Regions from separate parts of the Mus musculus genome. Here regions 1 and 3 are each linked to region 2. A link is a contact called in public promoter capture Hi-C data. All regions are on one chromosome and are shown on one strand. The core of a region is the stretch at or near the end of the contact, and the rest is flanking DNA. Distances in the headings are between cores, read along the strand shown. Region 1 holds the start of Slain2 (SLAIN motif family, member 2). Region 2 holds the start of Usp46 (ubiquitin specific peptidase 46). Region 3 holds the start of Tec (tec protein tyrosine kinase).

Region 1 (2,700 bases), core at 78-2,577, 1.2 Mb after region 2:
AGTCAGCTTGGATAACTAACTATTGCTTCACGGCTCCGAAATTATGTCGTATGCAATTCTTGTTTTCCAATATAAAATTCAGGGTTCCCCGATCCACCACCGACTTCACACAAAGCAGCCCCATCCCTCTCCACTGCCCTCCTCACACAAAGCAAAGCTTTACTCCCCCCACTACCCAAAGGGGAGTGACGTCCACCCGGCCTCCCCACAAACATCCCCATCTCACTCCGGTCCAAAGCACTGCCTGCTAGTAGCTACTCTCTATGTCCCCGCACCTGGTTGTTACCTCTTGAAGCAGACCCCTCCCTACAATCCAAACCGCTCAGACCACCATCCGAAAGCCCGTCTTTCACACAAAGCAGGATCCCTTCCTACGAAGCAGCTTGGTACCCTCTGAGTGCTCTGAGCGTGCGGGCCCACGGGGGACTGTGCCAAGCCACAGATCCCATCTGGGTCCAGTTGGGTCCTGCACCCAGAGGTTCCACGACCCAGAGAACTAGCTACAAACCCGTTTCCAAGGCACGCCTCGAAACCCCCCAACTCCAGCGGACCTGCCCGCCCGCAGCAGAAACAGGCAAAAGCCAGCGTCCCCACCACAAGCCGAGCCCACCCTGCTTTCCCCCAGGGACACCCCTCCGCCCCGCAGGCCCACCGGGCCCAGCGCCCCGCGCTCACCAGCTCTCCTCTTCCTCCTCCCAGCCTGACAAGCGCTCCAGCTCGTCGGGCCGCAGCGGCTCTACCTCGTCCAGCAAGCCTCCCTCGCCGGCCGCCAGCAAGGAGGTGGCGTCCCGCAGGTCCTCGCTGCTGGTCCGTCGCGGGCCGGAGCCCGCCCCGCCGCTGGCCTTGGCGCCCAGGCCCAGCGGGAAGCCCCGAGGGGACGCCGCGCCCGACGAAGGGGTGGACACGCCGACCCGAGCTGGGCTGCCGGGCCCGAGGAGGCCTGCACCCTGCACGGCTCCCGAGCGGCTCCTCAGCTGCTCGTTCTGCTTCTCCAGCTTCTTCACCAGCTCCTGCAGCTTCCGCACCTCCTGGTCCGCGTTCACATTGGAGTTAACGTCCTCCATGCCGGCCGCGCCGCCCGCTCCGACTCCCCAAGCCGCAGGGGAAGCGCGGGGTCGGGGGGAAAGAGAGGCGTTACCGCCACCGCTCACGCTAGCCGAGGCGCCGGCATAGAGCAGGGCCAGGCCCCACCGCCAGGGTCTCCCCGGCTCGGGTTGCGAAGCGCCGCTGGCCCCAGCCGAACCGCCTCATCTGCGCCGGCTCCGCGACTGGGGGAGGCGGCGCCAATATCCGGCCTCGGCAGCCATCTTCCCTCCGTCCCTCCGCCCCCTGCCGGCCAGCCCGGTCGGTGACCTCAGAGCGTCGGGGGAGGACGTGGCCGCCCGCGGGCTGAAAGAACTAAGCGCCCGGCTCGCGGTGGGGCGGGGCTGGAGGCGGGGCCTGAAACGGGACAGGGCCCGGAGGGGCGTGGTCATTGTTTGGGGCGGGGCCCCGGCCGGAAGGGGTGTGGTGGGCGCCGGCAAAGGTGGGCAGGGCCCGGCCGGGCTGGGCTAAGCTATCGCTGGAGTTTTGCCCTGGCCGCCTACCCTCCCCAAAGCTCATCGCGGGCGGGTGTGAGACCCAGAACCGGACTCTGGCTCCGGCTCCGACTCGGGCTCGGGCTCGGGTTCAGCCCCGCCCTAGGCGTCTGTGCGGAGACTCGCGGTCGGACGGCCCCGCCTGGTCGCATGGACCGTTCCCTTGGTTTGTTTGGCAATACTGAGTTGGTTCCTGCTTGAAACCGGAGACTGTCGGAGCTGGCAGCAGCCCCAGAGACCATCTGTGGCTCGTCCGTTCCATCCCCTGAAAATGAGAACCCGAATCCCGAATGGTTCAGAGCTCGGAAGTCAAAATGATAACCGTAATTTGTTGAGTGGTTCCTATAAGCCAGACACTGCGCTAAGCACTTTTAAAGGCATTATTTCATCCGTTTAAAACACGTGGGCAGGGGTTGTTTTGTTTCGTTGGCTTAAGGTTTACAGGTCCAGAGACAAGAGGATGATGGAAAACACTTCTGTACTAATCTTTCAACGGTAGTAATTAATGTGCATTGTATTCCTTGGGTTCTCCCTTCGCCCCCAAAAGACTTTTTAATAGTATGTCTTGACTTTTTGGGTTTTTTGAGGCAAGGTTTCTCTGTGTATTCCTGGCTGTCCTGAGACACGCTCTGTAGACCAGGCTGACCTCGAAAAACTCATCCTCTGCCTTTTTTTCAAAAGCTGGGATTAAAGGCATATGCTCCTTGAATTTTTTTTTTTAACTTGTACATGAAAAGTATTCAAGCAACCCGTTGACAGGCAATAGAGAATGTTGAGGGGTGGTAAATGTAAAATTCTGCCCTCGGTGGCATCTGTTTATAATGCGTACTGGTGGAAGCGACTGCAAACAAAACTTAAACGCTTTTTTTCTGTCATGTTGGCTCACTCTTCCACAGTTGTCAGTTGTGAGCTGCTTGGTTTACTTATACGGTAAGCAGCCAACCGTGCCTGGTCTCTCAAATTTTTGGCTGATGTTTGCAGTTGACTCCAATTGCCTCCTCCACCCTCGAACCAGTCTTATTACACCCGAACCAGTCTTATTACACCCGGGTGTGGACTCACATAAGACTTAACCCTCCTGCCTTTCCATGCTGTATTTTCCCTGCTTCGACTACCCTACCTA
Region 2 (2,700 bases), core at 181-2,680:
AGGGTGTTTTATCGATGGTCCCCCTCCCCTGCCCCCTCCTCAAATGGTGCCCCTCCTAAGTTTAGCATGCCTTTATCTGTACTATTTATTTGAGAAACACAGAGCTGGGTTGGATACCTGCTCTGTAAGCCTTATGGAGCTAACCATGTCTATTAACTAATCATGTAGAAGCTGGAAGAGTCGTAACTGACAGCAGTAAAAAAGAATGAAAGTAAAATTCAGGTAGAATGAGTCATTGTGAGCAGGAATATTAATCCTTCTACACACTGAAAAATACAGTATCCATGTGACCCGTCCCCCACCCTCACCCTTCAGTCAGTGGTTTTGTCTTCTATTTCCACCCCAGATCCTAGAAGAATTACCAATGGATGGATGGCTCTCATGTTATGTGTATAACCCTAGCCCCCCAGCCCCCAGTATGTTACTCTTGGCTAGACAGAGCTGTCTTCAATTATATTAATTTCTCTCCTAATTTAATTCTCCACAAAATACATTGGTTTGGGAATTTATCACGTTTCACATGCACAACTTCCCTGTGGAAAGCTTGGGACTGCAAACTTGTCTGCACAATTATTCCCCATGTTTGAAATGAACTCTTTCAGTTCTCACGAACATATCCCTCAAGTGGTGTGTACAGTGTGCACCCTGAGCCTGCAGTCTGGGCCTCCGCAGGAAGGTGTAAAAGCTCAAACAAAACTGAGATCAGGAGCTCCGAGGATGGGAGATAGGAAAGTTTTGTTTTGGTATTTCCTGGACAGCCTCTAGTACCGCCCAGAACCTGGCCATTTCCTCTGTACCTGCTAATGTCACAAATCTCCCGAGTGTGCCTGCTTAGACCCGGAATTCTTTCCTTTCTGGGAACCTTTCCCTAGGCAGCTGGGTTGCTGCTGGCTAGGGCTTTCTGGCCACGCCCATGTCCTGGTCTCATTTTACTTTTCGGGTTCCGGCGGATGCCATCTGGCTAGAACCCTGGAGAGAAACTTTAAAGTTGACTACACTCACCCTTAGACCCTTATTCATATCCTCCACTAGCTAATCCCTAACGCCCAAGGCTTGCTGGACACCAGCAGAAACGGGCAGAGGGAAACCGGGAAGCGAGCACGCCCGTGTCCCCGCGGTGTAGGTCCCCAGCCCAGTGCCCGGTACGGTCCTGGGTCCGGCGGAAAGGCCGCGGTGCTGGGTTTGCTCGGGGCTGGCCTTACGGTGCAGCTGGCACCGAGCGGGACCCTAGGGCAGAGGAGCAAGAACGGCTTCCAGTGGGGTCAGCCGAGCGGGTCCTGGCTGGCAGCGGGAGCATAGCAGTGGCCTCGGTTCCGCGCCTCCCGGCTCCGGGCTCCTCCTCCCGCCGGCCGCGGCCCGGGCTGCGTCGCTCCGCCACTCCCCGCCCCGCGCCGCCGCCCCGCCCTCGCCGCCGCCCGGCCTCGCTCGCCCAACCCCACTGCAAGCCGGCCCCAGGCCGCCTCGCCGCCACCCGGCCTCGCTGCGCGCCACCATGGACAGTCCCGTTTTCCCCTGGTAAAGATGGCGGTGCGCGATCGCTGCAACCTTTAGACTAATGACTGTCCGAAACATCGCCTCCATCTGTAATATGGTGAGTGGCCGCCGAGCCTCCGGGGGTCGCGCCCGCAGCGAGCCAGGCAAAGAAAGGGAACCCCGGGCTGGAGCTGCACGCGCGCCGCGGTCGTGGGGGCCGTGCGGCCAGAAGTTCCCGGTCCCGAGGCTGGGCCGGCTGACCGCAGTCCCCCCCACCTCTGTCCCAGCCGGGGACCCCGAGCGGATCCCAGGGATCCCCAGGGCGGCCCCATGCCCCCGCCCTCGAGTTGCGGTGCGGGTGGTGGGTGGGGGTGGAGGTGGAGGGTGCGAGGTGGCTGCACAGCGAAGTCCCGAGGGAGGACCATGAGGGTACGAGCCCGGAGTGGAAGGAAGCAAATCCTTCTGGTGCAGTAAATAAACCCTTACTGGACTCGCCGACTGTCCTCTGCTCCTTCTGGAGTTCAGCCTTGATTGTATTTAAGATTCACTTTGCAACAGCAGTGCTCTTACCAGGAGAAATTGGATAGACATGAAAGCTGTGACCAAAAAATAAAAAATAAATAAAAAATAAAAATTCCAAGTGAAGAATCTGGTTAGAGAGGTGAACTAAAACCTGGTATCGGAAAAGCATGGCAATTTGTTCTGGAGGCCTCAGTTTCCCCACCTGCATGCAGGAGATTATAAGGAGACAGGAACGTTTGCAGGCCCTGGGAGTGAGTGGCTGTAGGTGTGAGGAAGTCTGCAGGGGTTGTCCTGCCCCGCCTCCTCTCCTTTTAGCTTGGACACTGCCTGGTCTGTCTGATAGGGTGGGGGTCTGGGGGGGGGTGTTACCCAGCAGTCACTTTAATTTAGATTTCCCCCATTACTTTCCAGTTCTGTTTAGTTTCCTCGGGACCAGTTTCTAGCCCTTGGGGCCACTGAGTGTACTCAGCTAGCACCCCCACTTGTGGGAGCCATAGGGAGGTCAGGGGTAAGGCACTGGGGTGTGGGAGTTGAGGAGGGTGTGTGTTCTGCCTGTACTTTCTGTATCCTCACCCCCTTAGACCCCCTTCAAACTGGAACACTGTTTTTTTTTTTTTTTTTGTTTTGTTTTGTTTTTCCATTTTGGGGAATCCATCCCCGCCCCCACCCCCCTCCGCCACCAAGTTAGACAGTAATGCTAGCATC
Region 3 (2,700 bases), core at 88-2,587, 1.2 Mb after region 2:
TTATTTCAGCCAAGACATTTCTCACCTGTGAAATGGTTTCTTTGCTTACCGGTATATTGGTTTTCTCCCTATGTAAAGGCTCCACTGTGGAGGTCAGAGGCTAAGTGTCTTTCTCAATTGCTCTCTTCCATATTATTTGAGATAAAGTCTTTCATGGAACCCGGAGCTGGCCAGTTGGGCTAGATTGACTGGCCAAGCTATGCTTGGTTCTGCCTCCAGCTCTGGAGTACAGGTGAAAAACAGCTTCCTTCCTTCCTTTCTTTCTCTTCCCTTTTTCTTTCTTTCTTTCTTTCTTTCCTTTTTTTTTTTTTTTAAAAACATGGGCTCTACCTGATCAACCTTCGGCATAGCAAGCATTTTACAAATTAATTTCTCTCTCCATCCCAAAGGCGAACTCAGTCTTTTATTCCCATGGACTATTATGAACATTACAGTCCTATCCTGTGTCTCTCTCCTTCTGAGAGGTCCTCATATCCCTGCCCTGGCTGGCCTGGAAACCACTATGTTTACCAGACTGGCCTTAAATGCTTAGAAATGGGCTTGCCTTTGCCCTCTCAGCTGGAATAAAATATGTGGGCCACCATGCCTGTCTGACAGTACAGGATGGATGAGATCAGATAACAGTGGCTAAGACTCAAGACTACCATCAAAGACAACTTAGACTTGAAAGTAGGGAATCAAACCCAGGGCCTTGTGCATGTTAAGCAAACATTGTACCACTGATCTACAGCCCCAGCCTTTCCAGGACAGCTTCTCAGTTAGCTAGCTAGCTAGGTGACAAACGGCACGTTCTTTCCTGGAGTCTAAGAATTTTACAGTATTTAAAGTGAATAACTTGAAGGTTGTTTTCATTATTAGTGTATCAACAGTAATAATGTAAGTGGGTGACCCTATGCTAGGCTCTGATGCTTCAGGCTTGTCAGTCAAGCCACCCATTCTTCTATCACCCCAGAGCACAGCATCATCCGGTTTCGCCCGCGAGGGGCTAAGCGGAAGTGGAGGTCGGTTCTTAGCCACCCACAAGTGCTATTGCTACCGGCTCTCCGAGCCGGGGACGAAGGAGCATTTTTCTGGACGGTTCTCTTAGGATGGGAAGTCCGGACTTAGAGAGACCCCACGCCGCGTCTGTCTGGATAAGAGACGCTCCCTGGAACTTCGGCCGCAGGACCGCGAGCTCCGATTCTTCCCTTTGGCTTTGAAATCGCGGAAGGAAGGTGGGACACTGGCGCTGTGGGCAGCGGAGGGCAGAGGCGGCGCGGCGAGGGGGCGGGGCCAGGGAGGAGCCGGGCGGTGGGCGTGGCCGATGGGTTTGGTCAGCGCTTGCCGAGCTCCGGGCTCCGCAGTTTGGACGTCGCTCTGTCTTGGCTTGTCTCGGCACGCGCTCCGTCAAGGTAAGAACCAAGGGACTCTCGGCGCTCACGGAGTTGGCCTCCACCTGCGGGAGACTGACCTTAGTGGGATTAGGGAGGATTTTTCTACCCTTCTCACGGAGGTGAGAGCGGACTCTCTGCGTCAGGTCAGAGGCCCGTCCCCCTTGGGCCAGGAAGAAGGGACAGGTGCGCTCCCCTGATGGCCGCGCCTTCCCCGGTGGCTGCAGATCTGAGCCCTTTTGGACTTGGTATCTGAGCCGAGAGGACTCGCGATTGAGTTCCTTTCCCAGTTGAGCGGCAGGGGGCCTTTCTTCTTTCTGCTTGTCCCGCGGTAAAGTTCGAATCCAGGAAGACAGTCCACAGTTGCTTGTGCCCGAGCAGGTGCACGTACTTCTTTAGCTATTTTTCTCTTCTGGAAAGTGGTATCTGGATCTTGATAAACAGGGACTCGAAGAATCAAAGTGGGAAAAACTACGTGGACCTTGTCCCGAGACTGTGCAATTTCCCCTGGATCTGACATTTCTTAACTTTTTCCTGTCGTTGGCGAATATGTTTCTGTGTACCAGGTCCCATTCGGGCTTATCTTTGGAAAGTGGAATATTTGGTTAGAAGAGTTGATCGCAGTGTTAAATTGGGACAACTGGGTGGCTGGCTTGGTTAAGTGGGTTTGGAGCCTATCCAGACAGAATAGTTGCATGCTTTAAGCAGAGGTTTTACATTTTTCCAGTGAGTTCCCATTTTCCTCTAAGGAAACTCTGACAACCTATTCCCGTCTATATAATTCTTTTACAGAGCCGAGGCGCGGTAGGAGGAAGCATCGAGTCTCCTAAGTAAGATTTGGGATTTAATAGCTGAGTGATCGACACTGTAGCTCTGTGGTCTATAGACTCAAAATAAGGAAGAGCTTGATTTTTTTCCGCGAGGCGGGGGTTGGGGGGAGCTGTGGCTAAACTTACACATTAAGTATTTGAAAACATCCATGTCGTCCAGTTACATTTTCATTGTTTAAGACAGACCTATCTTTTCGCCATACACTTATGAATCCGATCACTATTCCTCTCCTTGCCAGCTCAGGGGTGCTTTCTGTAGGGTGCCTATGTAAATCACCCTCGTTCTTCCCACAAGGGTGTGTGCCTTCGGGTTTGTGGAATTGTGTGGGGACAGGTATTGTAAACACATGCAAATCAGTGAAGCGCTCTAGTAGGCGATACCTTTGCCCTACATGGATCTTTGGCCTAGAGTTTCCCTCTCTTTCTAGATTGGAAAGAATCTAGGGTGGGAATGCAAGGTTTAGCATTGCCACACTGTTTTCTTGATTCCCTTACAACAA

The links. Promoter capture Hi-C pulls out the DNA fragments that hold promoters and counts their contacts.
Region 1: a promoter capture Hi-C map of liver shows a contact between it and region 2, with 2.2 times the contacts expected there. The contact joins the promoter of Slain2 here to the promoter of Usp46 in region 2. A contact is called at or near these places in 2 of 39 promoter capture datasets (liver and pre-B cells) and 1 of 115 datasets of contacts at active chromatin or transcription factors (pancreatic cancer cells).
Region 3: a contact with region 2 is called in a promoter capture Hi-C map of pre-B cells, with 2.6 times the contacts expected there. The contact joins the promoter of Tec here to the promoter of Usp46 in region 2. A contact is called at or near these places in 2 of 39 promoter capture datasets (liver and pre-B cells).

What each region holds. Positions count from the first base shown.
Region 1 is chr5:72,912,989-72,915,688 of GRCm38.p6, reverse strand. It overlaps Slain2 (SLAIN motif family, member 2), which reads right to left and starts at 1,327. Exons shown (of 8, transcript NM_001113423.2): 1 at 676-1,327. The coding sequence starts at 1,064.
Region 2 is chr5:74,067,141-74,069,840 of GRCm38.p6, reverse strand. Usp46 (ubiquitin specific peptidase 46) reads left to right here and starts at 1,430. Exons shown (of 9, transcript NM_177561.3): 1 at 1,430-1,591. The coding sequence starts at 1,556.
Region 3 is chr5:72,867,085-72,869,784 of GRCm38.p6, reverse strand. It overlaps Tec (tec protein tyrosine kinase), which reads left to right and starts at 1,337. Exons shown (of 19, transcript NM_001113460.2): 1 at 1,337-1,391.